Linked DNA regions of Gossypium hirsutum: all the other regions are linked to region 1. The links are chromatin contacts, called in public Hi-C maps. All regions are on one chromosome and are shown on one strand. Each heading gives the region's core, a stretch centred on a gene start, on an enhancer-like site or on the middle of the called end of the contact. The rest is flanking DNA. Distances are from core to core; before and after follow the strand shown.

What was found. A called contact is a pair of places that touch in the nucleus more often than the background predicts.
Region 2: a Hi-C map of leaf shows a contact between it and region 1, with 1.6 times the contacts expected there. The contact joins the promoter of LOC107922413 here to the promoter of LOC107921152 in region 1. A contact is called at or near these places in 12 of 34 Hi-C or Micro-C datasets (anther, callus, fibers and 3 more).
Region 3: a contact with region 1 is called in a Hi-C map of leaf, with 2.2 times the contacts expected there. The contact joins the enhancer-like site here to the promoter of LOC107921152 in region 1. A contact is called at or near these places in 9 of 34 Hi-C or Micro-C datasets (anther, callus, fibers and 1 more).

The regions. Positions count from the first base shown.
Region 1 is chrD01:31,837,050-31,839,684 of Gossypium_hirsutum_v2.1, reverse strand. It overlaps LOC107921152 (delta(12)-fatty-acid desaturase FAD2-like), which reads left to right and starts at 1,339. Exons shown (of 2, transcript NM_001327186.1): 1 at 1,339-1,423.
Region 2 is chrD01:32,083,048-32,085,682 of Gossypium_hirsutum_v2.1, reverse strand. LOC107922413 (TBCC domain-containing protein 1) reads left to right here and starts at 1,298. Exons shown (of 9, transcript XM_016852443.2): 1 at 1,298-1,932. The coding sequence starts at 1,450.
Region 3 is chrD01:31,989,917-31,992,551 of Gossypium_hirsutum_v2.1, reverse strand. It overlaps the pseudogene LOC107922550. Among protein-coding and RNA genes, the nearest start is that of LOC121214382, 62 kb to the left of the region's middle. Within about 2 kb of position 1,306, at least 7 of the 9 cell types and tissues checked have an H3K27ac peak or open chromatin away from gene starts, as enhancers often do. A contact at or near this core is called in fibers and leaf, where this site is marked.

The DNA of each region.
Region 1 (2,635 bases), core at 90-2,589:
TATTAGTGGTAATCTCGTGTCTTGGGGATCCAAGAAACAACAGGTTGTGTCCAGGTCCACAACAGAAGCGGAGTACAGGGTGTTGGCTCATACTACTACGGAGATTGTCTAGCTGGAGTTATTGTTGTCCGAGTTGCATGTCTCTCTTTCAAGGAAGGCAGTAGTGTTGTGTGATAACTTAGGGGTTGTTGTTGTGTTTGCCAATCCAGTTTTGCATCCAAAGTTCAAACATGTTGAGTTAGATTTATTTTTTGTTAGAGAAAAGGTGCCTGCTGGAAGTCTGGTCGTGGGACATGTTCCAGCACAGGAACAAGTGGCAGACGTGTTTACAAAACCCTTATTTGCTCCTTTTTTTTACTAAGTTTCAATCTTGCCTTAGGGTTGTTACAAAGTTGGATCAGTCAGTAATTGTTAGAAGCAACTCCAAGATGGAAGAATGTTAAAAAATAAGAAGTGTTGCAACAGATTGGTGGTTAAAGTTGTTATAGTCTATTAGCAATTAAGGTTTCTGTTACAATATCAGTTCATAGTTATAGTATAAATATCATGTCTTAGTCTTCAGTATAATGTAAAGAAATGAGATTCTTTTCTACTATCTTGTTATATTTTCTTTGATTATTCTGCTATCTGATGATATCTCATTGCATAACAAACCAAGCTAAGATTAAGTAACTTTAAATCATGTAACAAAAAAATTCCAATAAAATAAGGATTTTATTGATCGAAAAACAAACCAAATCCACAAAATTGATAACATATTAACAACCATCTAAACAACATTACTATATTAATCATATGCAACACAAATGATATTAAAAATTTATAAATTATAATAAAGAAAAAACTTGTAGTGAATCTGAAATATACAAATCCGCATAAATCAAAATTGAATTTAACCAAATCAAATAATATTAATAAAATCAAAATTTATCCAATTCTACTCGCCTAAACTTTTCGTGGCTCATGAGGCTGCTAAATTCGGCGGCCTCTCATAGCACACAGTATACGGATAGTCCCTTGGTCACGTGATTCCAATAGACTAATTCGGTTAAAATATAATCCCTAACACGGCCCTATACAGTCCAGGGGATGTCCCTTGGTCACGTGATTCCAAAAAGAATTTTTTTTCCCATGGGTAAAATTGAAATCACAAATATCTCCTACGCTACGGTACTGCCATTCTGACGTGGAGACGTATAAGGTAGAAAATCCAAACGGCATTTGTATGGGAAAATGCAGATACTGGGACCCCCCACATTTCAAGGAGGGAAAGCCAAAGCTTAAATAAAGGCCTTCGCTCTTCACTTCGGCCGTCTATTTTTAAAAGCCACGCGAAAAAAGAAAAAAAGTCATTTCTTTCATCTTAAAGAGACAGCGAGGAAGCCACGAAGATAATAGAGTGATTTTCAATCTCCATTTTAAGGTATTTTTTTTCATTACCTAGCCATTTAATTATTGTTTCTATTTTATATTTTGCTGATCTTTTTCATTTGTTGTTTTGATGGTTAGATTTATTTCGAAAGTGATTGATTTTTTGTGTTCTTTTTGTTTATTTGAGCTTACATTTTGAAGTTTTAGTTAAGATTTATTTGATTTTCCGTCTCTCTTGAGTCCGGATCGGAACACCTCAATATTTGGATCTAGTGTGCTTTTCATTGATCAATGCCGTTATTAAACCACAGATCTTTAACTTGTTTTCCATCTCCTTTTCTGTTTTTTTTTTAACTTTATTTTTCATTCATAAACTCAACCTTTTACTTTCGCTTATTTTTTTATTAGAAATTATGAAATCTATTAATAGTAAAGAATAACGAAACTTGTCTTCTAAAATTTTGGTTAATGATATATTAGTTATTGTTGATTGAAAGAACGAGTTATAACTTGAGTAGTAGCTGATTTATTCTTTCATTCAGATATGAACGTGTTTTTTTTTTGGAGGTAAGTGAGTGTTTTCTTTTTGCTTAATTTCATATTTAATTAGTTTTACACAAATTGATTTTTTTTTCTATATAAGCATATTAAGAAGATTCTATTTATTTAAGTACACGGATCAATTTTTTACAAAGGTATCAAATATGCATCATCAAAGGCATATCCTACTGATTCCGATGATGAAATCCAAAAATTCTATTAAAAAGAATATTATGCGAATCCGGTTATAAAAAAATGGACAAGACGATTTATTTAAAAAAAAATAAAAAACATGTTATTGTCTTTATCTTCATTGTAATTTTTTGGCAGTCTTTTTTCTGGAATTTTCGTCTGTAGTTTTCAACTTGATTTAATTATATTTGCCACTTGCCGGATACCGATGAACAATATCAGCTGATTCTTTTTGTTGTTTAACACTTTTAACTTTAAACTACAAGTCTATAAATCGACTCGTGAACGATTTTTCTATTAAAAATTATGAATAAACCCACCACTACTTGGGTAAGAAGTGATCCGTGGCAGCGCTGTGATTTGATAATTTAGACGGACGGTTTGGTTTTGGTCACGGTGATTGCATCCCGTGATTTAACACATGCTTTTCTAAAATGCCGTGTCGTTATGGGTATGTGCCTGCTCCTCAGGGTGCAATCATAGACTGTGCTTGTTATTTTTAGTTTTAAATATGTATAAATATAATATAAGT
Region 2 (2,635 bases), core at 49-2,548, 250 kb before region 1:
TTAAAGGGATTGAGGTGATATTTGAGTAAAATTTAGGTTGCAAATTCTGTCTTGTAGCTTTGACTTCAAAAAAAGAAGTATTTATAAGTGAAAAAAGCTTGAATATGCCTCTTATTGCATGATTGTCTTATTAGTATAGAGTCTAATTTAGATATAAGTTAATATATAATTTAGATATATCTTGTCGTGACCAACTTCATAATTGGTGAACTTGAGTATTTAAGAATAGTAATGGAATTTCAACAAAAAAAGAAAGAAAGAATGGTAATGGAATTAGATTTAATATGATGGTTGTCGCATCGCGAGGAAACTCTTTACATCGTGCAGGATGTACATGCATGAGAGCCGTAGGAGGTACCTAGGCAGGGGTATAACAAGTGTAAGTAATTGGTCAGACTATATGTATGGTCTTTGTACTATACGATCATTTATTTAATCCTTCCACTAGAATTAATCATTTTTTTATTTTTTAATATGTACATTTATGGTTTTTAGACTAATTTTTTTCATCAATTTCTTTAAATAATTTGGCATAATTTATAAAAAGAGGAAACTATGTATAAATTTCAGGGCAAATTGCACCAATAGTCATTAAATTATGGATAAGTTTTTTTGTCACTTAATTAAAAAAATTATATTTTGATCATTGAATTATTCAAAAATTTTCATTTAAGTCATTAAACTATTAAAAAGTTTTTATTTAAGTTATTTGGCAATTATGTTAATTTTTTTAAAAAGTTTGAGCTCCAAGTAATAATTTGACAATTGGTATGTTGGATCAACACTCATTGGCGAGAAGAAGAATAGTTTGAATTTTGATTCACAATTCGTGATGTCTAGAGCTATTTCATAAAAAAACTGAACTATAGAAGATAAAAAAGAGAGCTTTTAATTGGTTCAGTACGAATAAAAAAAGTTATATAGCATCAATTTTAACAGCCCAATGACTTAAATAAAAACTTTTAAATAATTTAGTAACCAAATTATAATTTTTTTAATTAAGTGATTAAAATAAAATTTACCCGCATGTTTATTGAACTATATAAAAATACTAAGGCTACATTACCGCATGTTTGAAAAACCATATCAAATTTTTTGACATAATTAATGGAAAAAATATATCAGGATTGAAAATACATATTTAAAAAAAAAAAACCAAAGAGATTAGATATAATCCAATTATAATAGAAGGACTAAATCTAACAAAATGCATAATAGAAGGACCTTTATATAAAATTTGACCTAAATAACTTGATTGCCTCTACTAACGTTACATCCCAGTAAATCCAGCCACGTAAGCGGTTCCACCATACCGGATCCCACCTGACCGCACCCAACCACTCACTCTTCCTCTTCAACAACATCATTCATTGCTCGAAGATCTGCAGAACAAAACTCTTCTATTTCATTTTTTTCATTAGCAAAAAAAGCCTATCTTAAATCAAAGCGATGGCCGACCCCATCGAACCATCAACGTCATCGAGCGACCCGAATTCGATTCCAATACCGACCGCTATCCTACACCCGCGACGCGAGCCTTTCGAGCACGGTCTCCTAACAATCCAGAAGCTCATATTCAACGATCCCGTCCAAGCATTAACCCCTCTAAAGCAAAAATTCGCATCCCCCTCAACTCAACGAGTCGACTCGGCGGCCCTCGCTGAGTTGCTACAGATCTCATTCGACCATTCGCGTCTCGTCCTTGAAACTCTCGCTTCTGTCCTCCACTCGGAATCCGACCCGCTCGTAACCGCCCTGCCGGATGATGTCGACTCCATTGGTGCCGATTTGCGTGATCTGATCCTGTTTTTGTATATTCAATCGTATAAGAGGCTTTTGCCGCGCTCGCACAAGGACTCCGCTGCGGTTGCCGATGTCTGGCCTTCCATGTCAGCATTCGATGGTTACTTGTCGGCCCTTTCGCCTTTGCAGGTAAGGAGCCTGACCCTTCGCTATCCCTTTTTTTTTCTTTTTTGGTGAAATGTGTTTTTTTTTAATTGAATTTGTGGTTATTGGAACTTAGGTGGTTATTGATTTAATTTCAATGTCGTTTTATACAATTATGGTAGATTGATGGTTACTTTTAGGAAAATAAACGCATTTGATGCTGTGGGCTTATAAAATTCACGAAATGTTGACTCTTGGTCGGCATTGGGAAAGAACTAATGTGATTCTATGTTTTGACTAACGGAAAGATGTCTTCGAGGATTTAATCTTTTAGATAACTGAGGCTATGTTTGGTTTTGGAAATAGGATGCAAAATCTTTTAGTAAACTAAAGGCAATAATATTTTTGAAGTATTAATTTAACTTTCGGATGCCAACAATGCGTGATATATGTTTATATGGAACAATTATGTGTGAGTTTGCTTAACATTTTACCATTATTATTTTTTGATAAAATAGGATTTTGTTTTAATTTTTTTTAAGTTTTCAAATTCCATTTGGTTGATGTTTTTGTCGCTTGCTTTTTGAAGCAAAAAGGATGTGCAATGCATACTTCTTGAACAATGCATATATAAAAACAACAATTTTAATAAATTAAAGTTAAAATACAATTGCCAATGAGGCCTTGGCCCAGATGACAAAGGCGGAGGCCTTGGGTCCTGAATACCCAGGTTTGAGACTTACCATGC
Region 3 (2,635 bases), core at 57-2,556, 150 kb before region 1:
TGTGACCTGCTAACCGTCTACGGCAACTCCGTTTCCTTTGGTCAAATTCGGGAAGCTGATGAAATCTGGATAGATGCTACCACAAAGGAAATCAAATCCGACATAGACCTACCACAAAGGAAAATCAAACCCAACAAGAACGAGAAACAGTCGGGCATGTAACCAAGGATAATTCTTCTTTTCGCTAACAAGTATGCAAGGAACACCTTTTTCCAGCATAATGAATCAGACAATTAAACAGTTTCGAAGTAATTAATTTTAACTGTGAATGTAGGTTGCTATTTCTAAAATCGGTCATCGATTTTATACAATGCCTAAACTACTAATAACCTGACGACATATTAGCACACAATAATCCCAGAAATTCTAATCTATGCTCTTCATTACCACAAAAGGAAGTGATCAATGTCAAAATGGAACCAAGTTCCAACTAAATAGCTTCCCAAATGTCCCTAAATAACAGACCATCCAACATTGTGGCAAAATCTAAACAGGTTGCCAAAAGCCAAATAAGTAACCAAATATTACACTGCTATAATCTCCATACCCTTCACTAGAATAGACTCCATCATGCAAATCCAAACACAAAGGACCAAAAACATCAAGCACAAAGTACTAAGACCCCACAATCAGACCCTTTTCATAACAATTAACAAAATGGAGTCTATTGGAAGAAAAAGGAAGGAGCAAAATGGAGGAGGCAGACCTGCTACATTGCTGGCAAAATCTTTGCTCAAGACCAGCAACAATGACTTTAGCTGCCTTCGAGTGCATACCACAAACCTTATGCCTTGAATAGTAAGCTTTTGCATCAGTCAGATCCACTTTACAACCTTCTACTTGACATCTTGGAGGCTGACCACCTTGCACTACTCCACCCCTGGCCTTCTTACCCGACCCGGATGAGCTTGAAGACCCGATACCCGACTTGGGTGGAGTCCCCATGGTTGTACCACCACCGGTGCCACCAGCTGATGTATCCTCAAAATAGATTTTTTGACCAAATTTCAAGCCGTTGAGTGACTCAGTGGAGGAGTTGGAGGAAGAACCACCTGAGTCTGTCAAAGAGCCCGAACCCATTTCCATGAGCTCTGCCTGCCTACAGCCCGTTCATGGGGTCTTTTTCTTTATTTTCGTGGGTCATGAATAATAATGATAAACAAAAACTCTTTTTTCTTATCTCAATATACAAACACCCAAACAAAATAAACCAAAATGTTAGTAAATGGATTTCAAGCTAAAAGTTAGGCACCTGACACTGAAACTGACCCCATGCCAGCAAGGACAGTCTACTCTATTCTCAGTCTCTCTGTCACTTAAAAAAGTGAAATAAAATTATAATTTAAAAAGAAAATGGAATTTGACAGTGGCCTTTACTCTTTTCGAAAGAAAGAGAAGGAAAGAAAGGCATTATTTTGTAGAAATGACTGTATACATATTTGAATAAATTAGCAATAAATTCTATAATTACTACGTTATCATAATCTTTTACTTTTAGAGTAAAAATAATGAAAAACAAAAAAAAATCTATTAACCTTTTATTTACAAATAACTACTATTATTGTTTTAAAATACTTTAATAATGGGATATTATAGGAGTATTAGATGAGAGAATGATGTGACGGCCAAAAATTGACAGTTAATTGTATTAGTTTAGTATAATCAAAAGATGTGAAGAGACACTGTTTAAAAAATCCTGCAACAGATTTTGTGCACTGACAATGGCAAACTGTAATTTCCAATGTCTCTCCCTAAATTTGTTTTTGTTTTATTTTCATCCTTTCCAGATTTGGGTGAGGTGAAGCTTCACTTTTTACTTATTGCTTGATGAAATTTGGGGAAGCTGAATAAAGAGGTTGTAATTTTTTTCTGGAATTTAATTTCTTGTTTTCTTTATATATATATACTTAATAAAAATTAATTTATAATTTATAAAAGTACGTGATGTTTTTGTTAACTAATGATTTTTTATTGCGTTTTATAAATTCATTAAAAAATAAATATTAATCAAGAATTTTAAAATTATTTTATATGAGAGAAGTATTTACTATTTCTTAACCCGAAAATTTCGATGTCCAGAAAAGTACAACAATGCTTGAAGGGACAAAAAGACAACTAGTAATTAATTTCTTATCGTTGAGAGTGACTTTTTTTTTATTTTAATTGTTAAAGAGAATTTCTATTTAGGGTCTAAAGGCAAAAGACATGGTAATTGTAAGTATTGGATCTAAACGTTAATCATTTTTCTATTGTAAAATCTTTAGAATATATGAAAGGGAAGAAAAAGAATGGTTCCTATTTTTTATTGCTTATTTATTTTGATGGACCCATTATTTGTTGGAGGTAAGAATTTCAAATTTAATCGAATCATATTAAAAGGAAGAATAAGGATCCAAAGATGAAAGACAATCTTTTTCCAATTTTATAATTGGTATAATTCTTTTTCTCTTTTGTGTCAAATCATGGTCAATCCTTAAATCCAAAACCTATGGGTAATGCCGACACTCACAATCAGTACGAACCGATGGCCAATGGTAGGGAGAATTTTGATATATTATCCATTATATTTCAAAAGTACAATAGTTTTAGGTTAAGTATTTCTTTTTCTTTTTCTTTTTCAAGTAATTTAAGAATT